Linked DNA regions of Mus musculus: regions 1, 2 and 4 are each linked to region 3. A link is a contact called in public Micro-C and promoter capture Hi-C data. All regions are on one chromosome and are shown on one strand. Each heading gives the region's core, a stretch centred on a gene start, on an enhancer-like site or on the middle of the called end of the contact. The rest is flanking DNA. Distances are from core to core; before and after follow the strand shown.

The links. Promoter capture Hi-C pulls out the DNA fragments that hold promoters and counts their contacts. A called contact is a pair of places that touch in the nucleus more often than the background predicts.
Region 1: a contact with region 3 is called in a Micro-C map of embryonic stem cells, with 14 times the contacts expected there. The contact joins the promoter of Alx3 here to the promoter of Pitx2 in region 3. A contact is called at or near these places in 1 of 39 promoter capture datasets (cranial neural crest) and 3 of 484 Hi-C or Micro-C datasets (all in embryonic stem cells).
Region 2: a promoter capture Hi-C map of embryonic stem cells shows a contact between it and region 3, with 6 read pairs. The contact joins the promoter of Tbx15 here to the promoter of Pitx2 in region 3. A contact is called at or near these places in 3 of 39 promoter capture datasets (cranial neural crest and embryonic stem cells).
Region 4: a contact with region 3 is called in a promoter capture Hi-C map of second pharyngeal arch cranial neural crest. The contact joins the promoter of Lhx8 here to the promoter of Pitx2 in region 3. A contact is called at or near these places in 4 of 39 promoter capture datasets (cranial neural crest, embryonic stem cells and second pharyngeal arch cranial neural crest).

Annotation. Positions count from the first base shown.
Region 1 is chr3:107,593,653-107,596,591 of GRCm38.p6, reverse strand. It overlaps Alx3 (aristaless-like homeobox 3), which reads right to left and starts at 1,561. Exons shown (of 4, transcript NM_007441.3): 1 at 1,140-1,561. The coding sequence starts at 1,416.
Region 2 is chr3:99,252,320-99,255,146 of GRCm38.p6, reverse strand. It overlaps Tbx15 (T-box 15), which reads right to left and starts at 1,387. Exons shown (of 8, transcript NM_009323.2): 1 at 1,062-1,387. The coding sequence starts at 1,266.
Region 3 is chr3:129,198,497-129,201,208 of GRCm38.p6, reverse strand. Pitx2 (paired-like homeodomain transcription factor 2) reads right to left here and starts at 1,331. Exons shown (of 5, transcript NM_011098.4): 1 at 1,047-1,331. It overlaps Gm40149 (a long non-coding RNA gene), which reads left to right and starts at 2,300. Exons shown (of 4, transcript XR_867634.2): 1 at 2,300-2,712.
Region 4 is chr3:154,329,256-154,332,127 of GRCm38.p6, reverse strand. It overlaps Lhx8 (LIM homeobox protein 8), which reads left to right and starts at 1,568. Exons shown (of 9, transcript NM_010713.2): 1 at 1,568-1,856. The coding sequence starts at 1,776. AI606473 (expressed sequence AI606473) reads right to left here and starts at 1,307. Exons shown (of 3, transcript NR_040387.1): 1 at 1,065-1,307.

The DNA of each region.
Region 1 (2,939 bases), core at 312-2,811, about 22 Mb after region 3:
TAGACACGAAGCTCCGCGGACTTGCTCATTTCCTCCGATGACCCCAACACACCTCCCGGGCCTCCCCTGCACACTCCCGCCACCCGGACGGGACGAAGCCAGGAGCTGCTCGCTGCCCAGCCTCTCTGAGGAGGCCCGCGAGGAGCAGGCGATTGCCGCATTGGCGGATCTCCCGGGATCTAGTTTTGGGTCTAGGCTACGAAATGTGGCTGCATACGAGGGGTGGGCGTGGGTGCTGAGCCACTCGTGGGTCAGCGAGTACAGTGGGCGGCAAAAGAGTCTTGGCAGGCCCTGCCACTCAGGCGCATTCTCAGATAATGGTACGGTCCGACCCGCCTTAGCACACAGGGCACGGTCCCCGGAGTGGGATGCGCCCTGGGATTTAGGATAGTTCGGGACCGCTTCCGACGGCTCAGCGGTGATGATTCGGTGCCGAGATGCCAACTGCAAGAAGGGTAGCCATCCCCGTGGCGACGGGGAGGCCAAGTTAATCTGAGAAACAAGAACATAGTTATTTGATCTTGAAGACAGTCCCAGTTCTGAGGGGGAGCAGCCACCGCCACTCTGCGGAGCGACTTAACGGCATCAGAAAACCTTTTCCTGCAGAGGCTGGGCCCGAGGATGAGAGCTGGGTAAGTCCAGGACACAGCCTTTCCCTCGCTGAGTCCAGTTTGGCCACTAAGTCGAGGCCCAGCCTCTACGCCCTCAGCGGGCGCCATGCACAAAAGCAGAACTCTTCTCTCCCAGCTTTGGGGCCCAGTTAGGCTCCGGGGCCCTCCACCCAGTCCCCTCTTCTGGGTCGGTGGCAGAGAGGCTCGGCTCCGGATGAGCGCGATCTCTCCTCCCAGGTTCAATCACCTTGGGGGTCGGAATGGGCCCAAGATCGTCCCTACTCCACCCTCCTTTGACCTCCCGCCTCCCATTGCCTCTGCCGGCCGGGGACACAGGCGATTCTGCGGTCCCCAATGCCCTGGCCTTGTCCGGCCAGGCCAGCAGCGATCTAGCGAGGGAATCGTGGAAAATGCGAGACGTACCCAAAGTTAAGAAGCAAGAAAGCGGGAGAGTCGGGGAGACCAGGAAGGGCTGGGGATAAGAACGACATGGGGTTCCACCACCACCCCCGACCCCCGGCGTGTTACCTTCCGCGGAGCCCTCGTAGAAGTGGCCGCCGTTGAGCACCGGGCCTGGCCCGAGGTCCTGCAGGTACTTGGCGGGCGGCTTGGCGGGCTCTGGGAGGTAGGGTTCCAGGGGCCCACAGGCCGGGAAGCGGCTCAGGCGCGGACCGCGGGGTGGCGCGGGGTGCAGGTGAGGCGCAGCATCGGGAGTCCCCTGGGGACCCGGAGCCTCGTCCCCCGCGGCCGCGTAAGGACCGGCCGCCGGCCCCACGGAGAAAGGCGCGCAGCGCTCGGGGTCCATGCCGGCTCGGGCTCACAGGCCGCCGGAGCTCCGGGGCTCCCGCTAACCCGCGCGGCCTGTGAGCCAAGGGGGAGGGACCTGGGCTCGGGGGCGCGGAGCCCCCGGGAGCGGCGCGCGCCGCGGGGGGTGGGGGGCAGGAGAGGGGGCCGCGCCTCTGACTTAATGCTGGAACCATCCACGTCACGTGCGGCCCCGTGCGGGTTAACCCCTCGGAGCCCAGGAACACCCCCACCCCACCCCATTCACCCCGAGTCTGGTATCACAAGCAGTTGGAAGAGAAGAGAGGGAAGCTGCTTCCTTTCGAGGGCAGGATCCCTTTTGTCTAGCAGTCGGGTGAGTCCTTGGCTCTGAGCTGCACCCTCAAGTCCTGATATCCATCTTAGTGGCTCTTGGCCCTGGGGAGGTGAAACGGTGAGGGCAGACATCCTCCCCACCCCCGCACCCTCCCCCATCCCTCCTCCAACATTCTCTTTGAGGCCTGATCTGACATCAGTCTGAGAAGAGAGGCCTCTACTGTGGTAGAGTTTCCCCTTCACCTTGCTCGGTTTATTTTTGCTGGTAGCTGGAAAAAAGCAAGGGCATCTCCCTTAGACACTTGTTTTGCCTGGACATCCTAGAGACTGGATGCTGTGGAAACAGCAGGGGGCTTGGGAGCTTGGGCCTCAATACTGTCATTGATTATCTGTGATTTGAACCTCTCACTTAGCGTTTTCAGCTGACTGTGGTCCATCTACATTTGGTGGTGAGTTCCAAAGCCCAGGCAGGCCAAAACAGACAGAGAGATCTCTAGGTTTCACAGTGGTCTGCCCAGGTAGCTTTTTGGGTCAGCTATGGAAGAGCAGAAGGGTCATTGTCCTTCTGAGCAGCATAAACTGAATGTCACTCAGATCCACTGCAAATTAACTGCTTCAGGCTTGCTATTTTAGACATAGCGAGGGTAGGATTGCATCTCCCAAAGGTGAGTCTCCTCGACCCAAAGGAAGCCTAGGATTAGGGTATAGCTTAGCCTTTCTGAAACTGAATAATCCTTACTGTGCCTAAGATCTGGGAAGAAATACCAGAGGTCCTTTGGACCCGAGCTTAAAGATCCCTTAGGTCCGGGTTAAAACATTTATATTTTTAGGACCCCTGGAGATTAGCGAGAGGGGCAGGGAGTCAAACATCATTTGTATTCTATTTGAATTCTCATTTTTAAAAGGAATCTAAGAGGCCTGGTGTGAACACCTCCCTCTTCCGTTGGAGGCTTAGAGGAGGTTTCTTGGCTGTCCTCAGCCAGAGTTGGGCTGTAAATCAAGGCCAAACAGGAACCAGAAGCCTTGCATCTCACAAGGAGTCATTAAGCCATTATTAAACATACCGTAACTTTTCTGAAGCCTTATTGGCTTAAACACCACATTGGAGGCATTATGGCCATTAGGGCCCCTAATCACAGACTGCAGGCTAGGCAGAGATGGGAGCACCTGGGGCTGATATTTCCAGCTAGAGAAGCCTGGCTTAAAATGAGGTTTTCCCCTCTGCCTCTA
Region 2 (2,827 bases), core at 138-2,637, about 30 Mb after region 3:
AGCGTGGAAACTGAACTGTCACTGCTGAAAGAGAAAATGTAAGCGACAGCTGTCCCTCTTCGGGCTTTGGCTAGCTTTCAGGCCAGGATCCTCAAGCTCCCGAGCCTACTGCTGCTCCCATTCCTGTGTGGGCGGCTGCCTGACTCTTCCCCCCCACCCCCAAGCCGTGTAGGACAAGGAGTCTAGTCCTGGATCCTAGCTGGTCCGCAGGGACACCTTCTGCAGGGCCTTAGAAATCTGGGCTGAAAATACTAGTTGTTGAAAATATTCTGAAGCCGCTAAACCGAGTTATGAGTGTAGTGTTTGTGAGCGTGCTTACAGGATTTTGACAACAGCTGTTCCCCCGGGCTGTTTTGCACTGTTGAAATCTTGGCACTAAATACAAAATGTGAAGCTGTTTTCTCCCTCTTAGGGTTCTGTTAAAATACACACATTGACATCCGCCTTGAGTTTTAAGTGTTTTGTGCATATTAATTATGTACAATATGGAGAGATCTAAGAAAATTAGTTGAAACGTGCACCCACCCAAATACTGAGATGTGGGCACGGATTAAAGACCTGGGTCTCAGGATACAGTGTCTATCTACTATGTCCCCAGTGAAATAGAAATAATTATACTCCACCATCTAAAACTTAGTTGAGAGAGAAACTAAAAGAGAAAACCGGAACATTTCCCATGGCTGCCTTATAGGCTTCGTCTGGCAGCACTCGGGGGCTCTCAGAAGCACGGAAGCAAGTCTCAGATCCACTGGGCTCTTTCTCCAGTGTCTTTGACTGAGCTCTTTCAAACCCAGGGACCCGCAGCCCTCAGTCTCTGACACAAGAGAAGGGGGATGGACGCAAGTAGGCCTTGAAATTGGCGATTAAAATGCAAGGCTCGGGCCAGGCCCCCAAATTGGTTCCGGCGAATTTAGGGAGGCTCAAGGTATTTATGCCAAGAAAAAGGAACCCCCGTCGGAGTGAGGCAGGGAGTCAGCAGGCAGGGCCTCCCTCCACTCGCGGGGATACCGGCTGGTGTTCCTTCTCCACCCGCCTCCCGTCGTCCGATCCGACACACTCACCCGGGTGGGGCTCCAGGCCGTGTGTCGCCGGGTCGTCTGTGTCTCCGAGTGGGCCTGCGGGACTCAGCGCCTCCATGGACAAGTCCAGCCCCTTCTCCTCCCAGTCTCGCAGTTTCCGCTTTTTATTTGAGCCGATCAAGGCTTCAACGGAGAAGGCATGTGCTCGGGAGCTCAGGGCGACTGCAGATCTTCTCCGTTCACTCATTTTAGCCGCCCGCACCCGGGTCTCCTCTAGCCCGCGCTACTGAGCTGGCAGCCCCGCGGCCGCACGCTCCGAGCGCCCGCCGACCCGGCCCTGGAGAGGCGGCGGCGCCGCGGCCGAAACTGGGGCGGCGGCTCCGCGGGTGATCTGCGCCCTCCCTCCGTGTCCTCCCCCGCCCTCGACCGCCGGATCAGACCGGTGCCCCCAGCTGCCCCAGCCTCTAGGAACTAGCGCGGGGAACGCCGCCCGCCCGTTGCATGGAGCACTGAGTCCAGCTCCCCACCCACCCGGGCAGGCGCTCACAAACTCTGCTGACTGAACTTCATCTTTTCTTTTTTTTTTTTCTTTTCTTTCTTTCTTTTTTTTTTTTTTTTTTAAATTCACTCCCTCTTCCTTTTTCTCCTCCCTCTCCCCCTTCCCCACTCGTTCTTCCCGTCCTTCCCTGATCCAAACTTCTGGGAAACTTTTCCCCCCTGAATTCCTCCCTTCCCGAGGAACAGGGGGTAGGCAGTGAGCTCCTGTCCGAGGGGTGAGGGAAAAGGGAGGGGGAGCAGAAAAAGGCAGAGGGGAGGAAAGCCAGCCCCCAGCCAATGGCAAGAAAGGAACAAGAGAAAGCCCGAGAGCTCGGGCCAATGGGGAGAAGGGAGAGACTGAGGCTCGGGCCAAGGCTGTGCGCTGGCCATCCCCAGGATGCTTCTCTGCCAACTTTAACCCCTGGCTTCCCGGCACCCGACTTGTTTCTCTGTAGGAGGAGGGCAGTCGGGACAGCTCAAAGTCAAAATCTGATCTTCGCCCTTATAGACTCTACAAGTCCAAATACGAATCCATACAGTTTCCTTCCAAACTCTCAGGATCTAATAGAGCTAGCTATCATACTCAGTTCAGATGCAGATCTGGGAAGCTGATGCTGTGACAAAATGCTAACCTGTCCCTCTCCTCAAAAAAAAAAAAAAAAAAAAAAAAAAAAAGGCAGAAGATATTTCTGATCATATCACCCATGCCCCCAGGGGCTTTGAGATCTGCCCAAATTTCTCTACGCAGGTTTCTACTGTGTTCCAGATCAATGACTTTCTAAGCGGGTCCGGTTAAGGCAAAACGAAACAACAACAACAAAAAATTTTCCTGCTGCCATTCGGCCTTATAACTGAACATTTCAGGACTTCACGCTCCTTGTTCTACCTGATGGAGGGAGGAGACAGACACGCTGAGAGTTAAGAGACCTGCATGGGCCGCTTAGCTTGCCTCGGGGTCTGCAAACTTACCCTGCTAGACTGGGCCCCTGCACCACACAAATAGTAACTTTCATAGCGCAGCAGACTCTGAGCTGCGCTTCGCCTATCCCGGGCTCTTATTCCAAAGAACCCACAGCGGGTGCCGGGGTTGGGGGTGGGGGGGAGATAGATAAGACTTCTGATAGCTGGGAAGGAACTTTTTCAAAATTTCTTCAAATCCCCTCATCTCCAGAACTTGGCTCTCATCTCTTACTAATGATCTCCCTTTGCTCCCACGCCTCACTTTTAAAGCTTTCAGGACCGTTCATTCACCACAGATAACCTAGGAACTT
Region 3 (2,712 bases), core at 82-2,581:
AATACTGTGCTCATTTTCAACGCCCCCCAAACAACAACAACAACAACAACAACAACAACAACAACAAGTCCTCAATTCACTTCAGTAACAATCTTTGTTTCTGTGAAATTATTGGTTTTAGGTGGAGTCTCCTCTAAATGATACTGCATGAGAATAAAATATCTTTAATTGTAACTAATGGTCTGAAAAGGATGCAGAGATCTCTTAAAAATCAAATTACTTGTTCGTTAAATCGTTTAGAATGTATGAATGCATATTATTGTAATTCATAATAGTAAAAGACTCTCTCCCCATTTTAATTTACCTCAAAAAAATACGGTAGTCCTACAAAATAGAATAAAAACAAAAATATCCCAGCCTCCTAGGATAGTTTGATTTCTAAATTGTTTAGGGAAGGTGATTTAATTGGAATAAAAGGACTGTATTTCGCTGGTTTGGAATCGCATGTTTTTACTTAGTTACCAGTTGCAAAATAGTGGCCTCTCCGCATCCGTTTAAAATGCATCTCCCTCAGTACAAGATTGGAGTTGACTGATGATCAATTTAAAGGATTTATAATCCGAAGTAATTGTGCGGGTTGGCATCTAGGCCTGGCTCTCAGGTAATTCGCTTGGGCCTGAGAGGTCACTAACCGCCGGTTAAGATGGAATCTCCTTTTTTTTCCAATGGGTAATGATGGGAAGGGGCTAATCTATTCCAGTAGCTGAAACTTTGTAGCTGGCCCTTTATCTTGACTGGGCTAATCCTCAGCTGGAGGATTTCTCCCTACCCTGTTGGCATCGAAATTTCAGGGAAGATGCCTCGTTTTAACTGCCAGCCATGCCTGGCTTCCAGTCGACTTCAACGCCGGGTAGGACTGTTCTAGTGTCTGCGATTGAGGGCGAACGGAACAGGGGCTCTGTAAGATCTGTTTGCCAACTGCGCTGAATCTGGAGAAACAAGCCCGGCGAGCCACAAATCATACACGGCGGAGGTTCTCCAGAGTGGAACAAATTTCCAGACTCGCATTATCTCACAGCTCTGTGGGAGAGAGGGCCTCCACTTACCGGCTACCGGAGAGAGAACGGCTGTCTCCCCGTCCCACCGCTTCCCAGGGTGACTGCCAGGCGGCCGAGGCTCGGGCTGCACAGCCAGCGCCGTGGAGCGGGTCTGGGTGGAACTGCGGGGATCTTGAGGGTGCCAAGTTCCGAGAGGGTCCACGCGGGGGGCTGCTAAAGCTAGCGGGCGCCGGCAGTTTCTGTCTGCTGCTCTCCGGCTTTCTCTCTCGGTCTCGCACTCTCTCTCCCCTCCCTCGCTCTCATCCCTCTCTCTTCCCTCCGCTCCGACTCCGTGTGCGGAGTGTCGTGACGTCAGCAGAGATTCCACCAAACTCCAGTGCACAGTGGCGCGCGGGCGGGCGGCCGAGCCTGCTGTACGCTGGGCGATCAAGGGGCGAGCACAGCCTTGGGCCACTGCGGGGGTGGGGGAGCGTGCAGGGGCGATCGAGGGGACAGGGGACCACTAGGGCTGAGAAGTGAGGCCCAGGGGCCCAGGAGACTGCGGTCCCGGACAGAACCCAGGAGGGAGGAGCGGAGGATCAGGGGCCGGAGGCAACTACCGACCGACAGGAGCTGACCAGTGGCAGGAGCTAGCACTCAAGCTGGGGAGCAGGATGGTGGGGATGGTAGGAAAGGGACAAGGATGGAATGGACGGAGAAAAAACGGTTGTGCGTCAAACCCCTTCTAAATCTGAGTGGGAGGGCCAGAGCCTGGGGAGACAGAAACCTATTCGCGCGGAGCAAAGTCTGGGTGGCTTACGAGGAAGGGACTAGCAAAGTGGCCCATGAAATGAAACAAAGGGCAGTGTGGCTTGGTTTGATCCGGGTGAGGCTTTCGAAGTGTGGATGTGAGTGTGCGCGCGCGTGACCTCCTTTCAGGCCCGCGGAGTAGAGGAAAGCTGGTTACTGTACTGATTGTCTACAGGGGCAGTGGGAGGGAATTGAGGGATCCACAGAGGGCAGCACTGAAGGTGGGTGGATGGATGGGGTGGCAAAGAGAAGATGATGACTGGGAGAAGTTAGAAAAATAGGGTGAGCTAGCGGCAGAAGGTGGGAGAGCCACAGCCGATAGGTGTGTGTGGGGGGGATGAAAGAAGGGAGGGAAGGAGAGAGAAAGAAAGAAAGAAAAAGGGGTAAGGAAGGGAGAGAGGGAGGGAGAGAGGGAGGGAGGGAGAGAGGGAGGGGGAGGAGGAGGAGGAGGAGGAGGAGGAGGAGGAGGAGGAGGAGGAGGAGGAGGAGGAGGAGGAGGAGGAGGGAGATATTACCAGACGATGACCGGAGGGAGGCCTGAACTACAGTAAGGCAAGGGCTAGGTCACGGTGGTGTCTGAGGTCAAGACGGGTGGATCAGAGTGGAAGAGCGCAGGTAGACAGGGCCACACACCGGCCAGTGTGTCGGCATGGGATCTCTTGCTCAAGTCTGGGACTCTCAGAGTCTAGAATTTCCTCTGCTGTACCTACACTCAACAAGTTCACCCCGGGTCGCGGATATCTCATTTTTTAAAATGACGAGGTTAAGGTTCCTGACTGAGAGTGGTATTAAATTGCACCGGGATGGGGGTGGGGAAGGAGAAGGAAGTTCCCCCCCATATGAGCGAATGTTCTTGAAAGTCCAGAGTATGTAAGGCTGAAAGGGGCCTTTCCTAGTCTACAAGTGGGTCCTACTTCTAATTTCA
Region 4 (2,872 bases), core at 319-2,818, about 25 Mb before region 3:
TGCAATACTTAGCACAAAAGACTGTAAGTAATTCTCCAAGCTAGACTCTAGTTTTAGTTCCTCATCCAGGGAGTCGGTCCAACGCCCGACCTGCTGGAGCCAGCATTCCGCACCAGTCTCTCTCTCTCTCTCTCTCTCTCTCTCTCTCTCTCTCTCTCTCTCTCTCTCTCTCTCTCATCTCTGATCAGAATCGTATGGAAAATACTTTATTATGTGGATTCCCTCACCCACTCCTGATTTTCGCTTTTGACGAAAATCAGCAGCAGAAGCCACAGAAGCAGCAGCAGCAACAACAACCACTATTTAGCTTTTCGGGCAGTCGGTCCAAACCTCCACCGTTCTATGCTTTACCAGAATACAGTCGATTCTTAAATCTCAGGTCCCTCATACTCCACGCTAAATTTAATGGAGATCTCCTGATGGGCATCGGCCAGAGGGTGCTAATATGAAAGTGTATGTAATGGCTGAAAAGGAGAGCCGAGATGGCGTATGTTCAAACGTCCTCTGTGTTTAAGGAGGAAAGGGGCAATCAAAGAAAACCTTTAATCCCTGCCCACCCCAATGCTCATTTTGTCCAGAGAAAGTGTGGTCAGCATTAGTTGCTGCTGGCCCCTCCACTACCCCTGATGGCTGGTCTGGGTTCTTCTTCTCCCGCTAAAATAAGACAAGGGAGTAAGATTGCTCTTCCTTGTGTTTCACTACATATATTTCTGTCTAACTAAGGTAACAAAAGCATGGTTTTGTTATAAGGCTTGAGAAACTGACTCCAGGATGTTCTTATATCACTTAAATTCCAAACGTTTCTCTTTTGCTTATCTAAAGGGACAAATAAATAAAAGTAATTAAAAAATAACTTCTTACAAAATTTTTCTTCTATAAACAAAGTGAGACCTCATAAACAAACAAACAAAAAACCTCACACTTTCCAATTCAGATAAAAATTATCTCTACCCTACTCACATTCAAACGTTCACACTTAAGCACGGGAATGTGGAGTGCGCAGCAGTCTATCTATGGCATACCGTTTGTCTAGAATTAAAGAAAATAAAAAAATCGTAACATACTTTCGTTTTTCTTGTATCCTTGATTTCAAATCTAGTCGCGAATCAAATCTAGTCCTTCGTTTGTCCCTTCATTATCTTAACGGGAAAACCTTTCGAAAATGTAGAGAGAACCATTGGTGCGCATTTAGGGAGACCTAAGACTTGGGAATCCAGAAGACCTCCGCTTTCCCTCCGTGAGCCGCTGAAAGAGCTGTAACCCGAATCTTTGTTTAGGTTTTGGCTGGGGAGCGAGAATTTAAAGACAACTCAGAGGCAGAAAGCTTATTCTTAAAAAGAAAAAAAAAAGGCAAGTTAACGGACATCCGCAATTCCCCCCCACCTTTAACACTGAACTCAGAGTAAGTTGTCTGGTGCAGATAAAGATCTTAACATGTAGAGAAGGCGGGTTTTTCATAAGGAGGTGAGGCTGTCCCTTCAGGAAAAGACTTTTCCCCCACACCCCCTCCTCTCTGCGAGGTTCCACCCTCTGGAAAACACAACTTTCCCTCTTTTCCTGGAGGGACAGGCCTTAGTGTGGCTGAGAGAGGAAGAACAGTGGGTCAGAGAGTGGTTACGGTCACTGTGGCCTTTTTGGAACAAGACACACTGGTGGCATCGCTGTTCTGCCTGTTAGCTTTCCTTGGCCTTTGGGGGCGGAGGAGGGGACACTGCGGACACCCACAGCCTCTGACCCTCTGGAGCTGGTATGTGACGAGCAGCGCCTGCGGGGCCATGTATTGGAAGAGCGATCAGATGTTTGTGTGTAAGCTGGAGGGAAAGGAAGTGCCGGAGCTGGCGGTTCCCCGCGAGAAGGTAAGCGAGCCTACACCGGGCGGGATCTGTTGAATAGGAGTTTCCTTGAGAGAAGAGAGTTGTCCGGCCCCTAAACCAGGCTGGGAAACTACCTGTCACTGCCTCGTCTCCAGACCTGACAATTTTTTTTATTACGTAGTAGCGTTAGGTAGTAATCACTCCGTCCCCTCCCCACGGGCTCACTTAACCTAAGGCATGGACACTCTAATTTGGGAGACGAAACCTGGAGCCTAAGACGCTCACGGGGCAACGTGAGTCCTGCTTGTATTCTACGTGACGGGCTGTTCGCGGCAGTCTGGGGCAGGGGCCGGGGGTCTAGGTGTTTGTCTCAGGGCACCAGATACCAATGGCTGCGCTCTGCTGAACGCTGGCTCTTGCCACGGATAAGGTGAATGTGGGGCTTGAGACCCGGCGGCGACAGACCTGGGGACTTGAGTCTTCCAGGGCCCGCCCGCTCTTAGAAAGGGACAAAAGAACGATTTCGTTGGAAATACCAAAAGGGCAAATTTCGCAGTACGAGGCGAGCCTAACGGGGAGACCTGGCAAGCTGTCACCTACTCCGGAGGCAAGACCCGTGGGTGCTCGCATTTTATGGTGGAACTCGGTTCCTAAACTGTTGGAGAGCAGGGCCGGGGTGGGGGTATCGGCTGGACATGGGCAGAGTAGTGCTGGCTTCGTGTTTGTCTGACGGTTGCGGGTAGCGTTTCTGTCTGGATGCTTTCTGTCCACGAAGACGCGCCCGGGAGCAGCTGCGCCGGGGCTACCCAGGCGTGCGGCCGCTGGCTCACCTGGAGCTTTCGGAAGACAGAGGAAAAGGAGACAAAGGGACGCAAAAGCGAGGGGTGTGGGCTGCTGGAATCCGCGGACCCACTCGCCCTAAACTAGACTTCTCAGAGAGATTGCATTCGTTTATAGAACAAAACTGAAAGTGCAGCCAGGGATTGGGGACACTTGAGCGACGCGTCCGCGTGCTCTAAAATATTCTGACCCGCATTGGGTGAGTTTTTTTTTTTTTT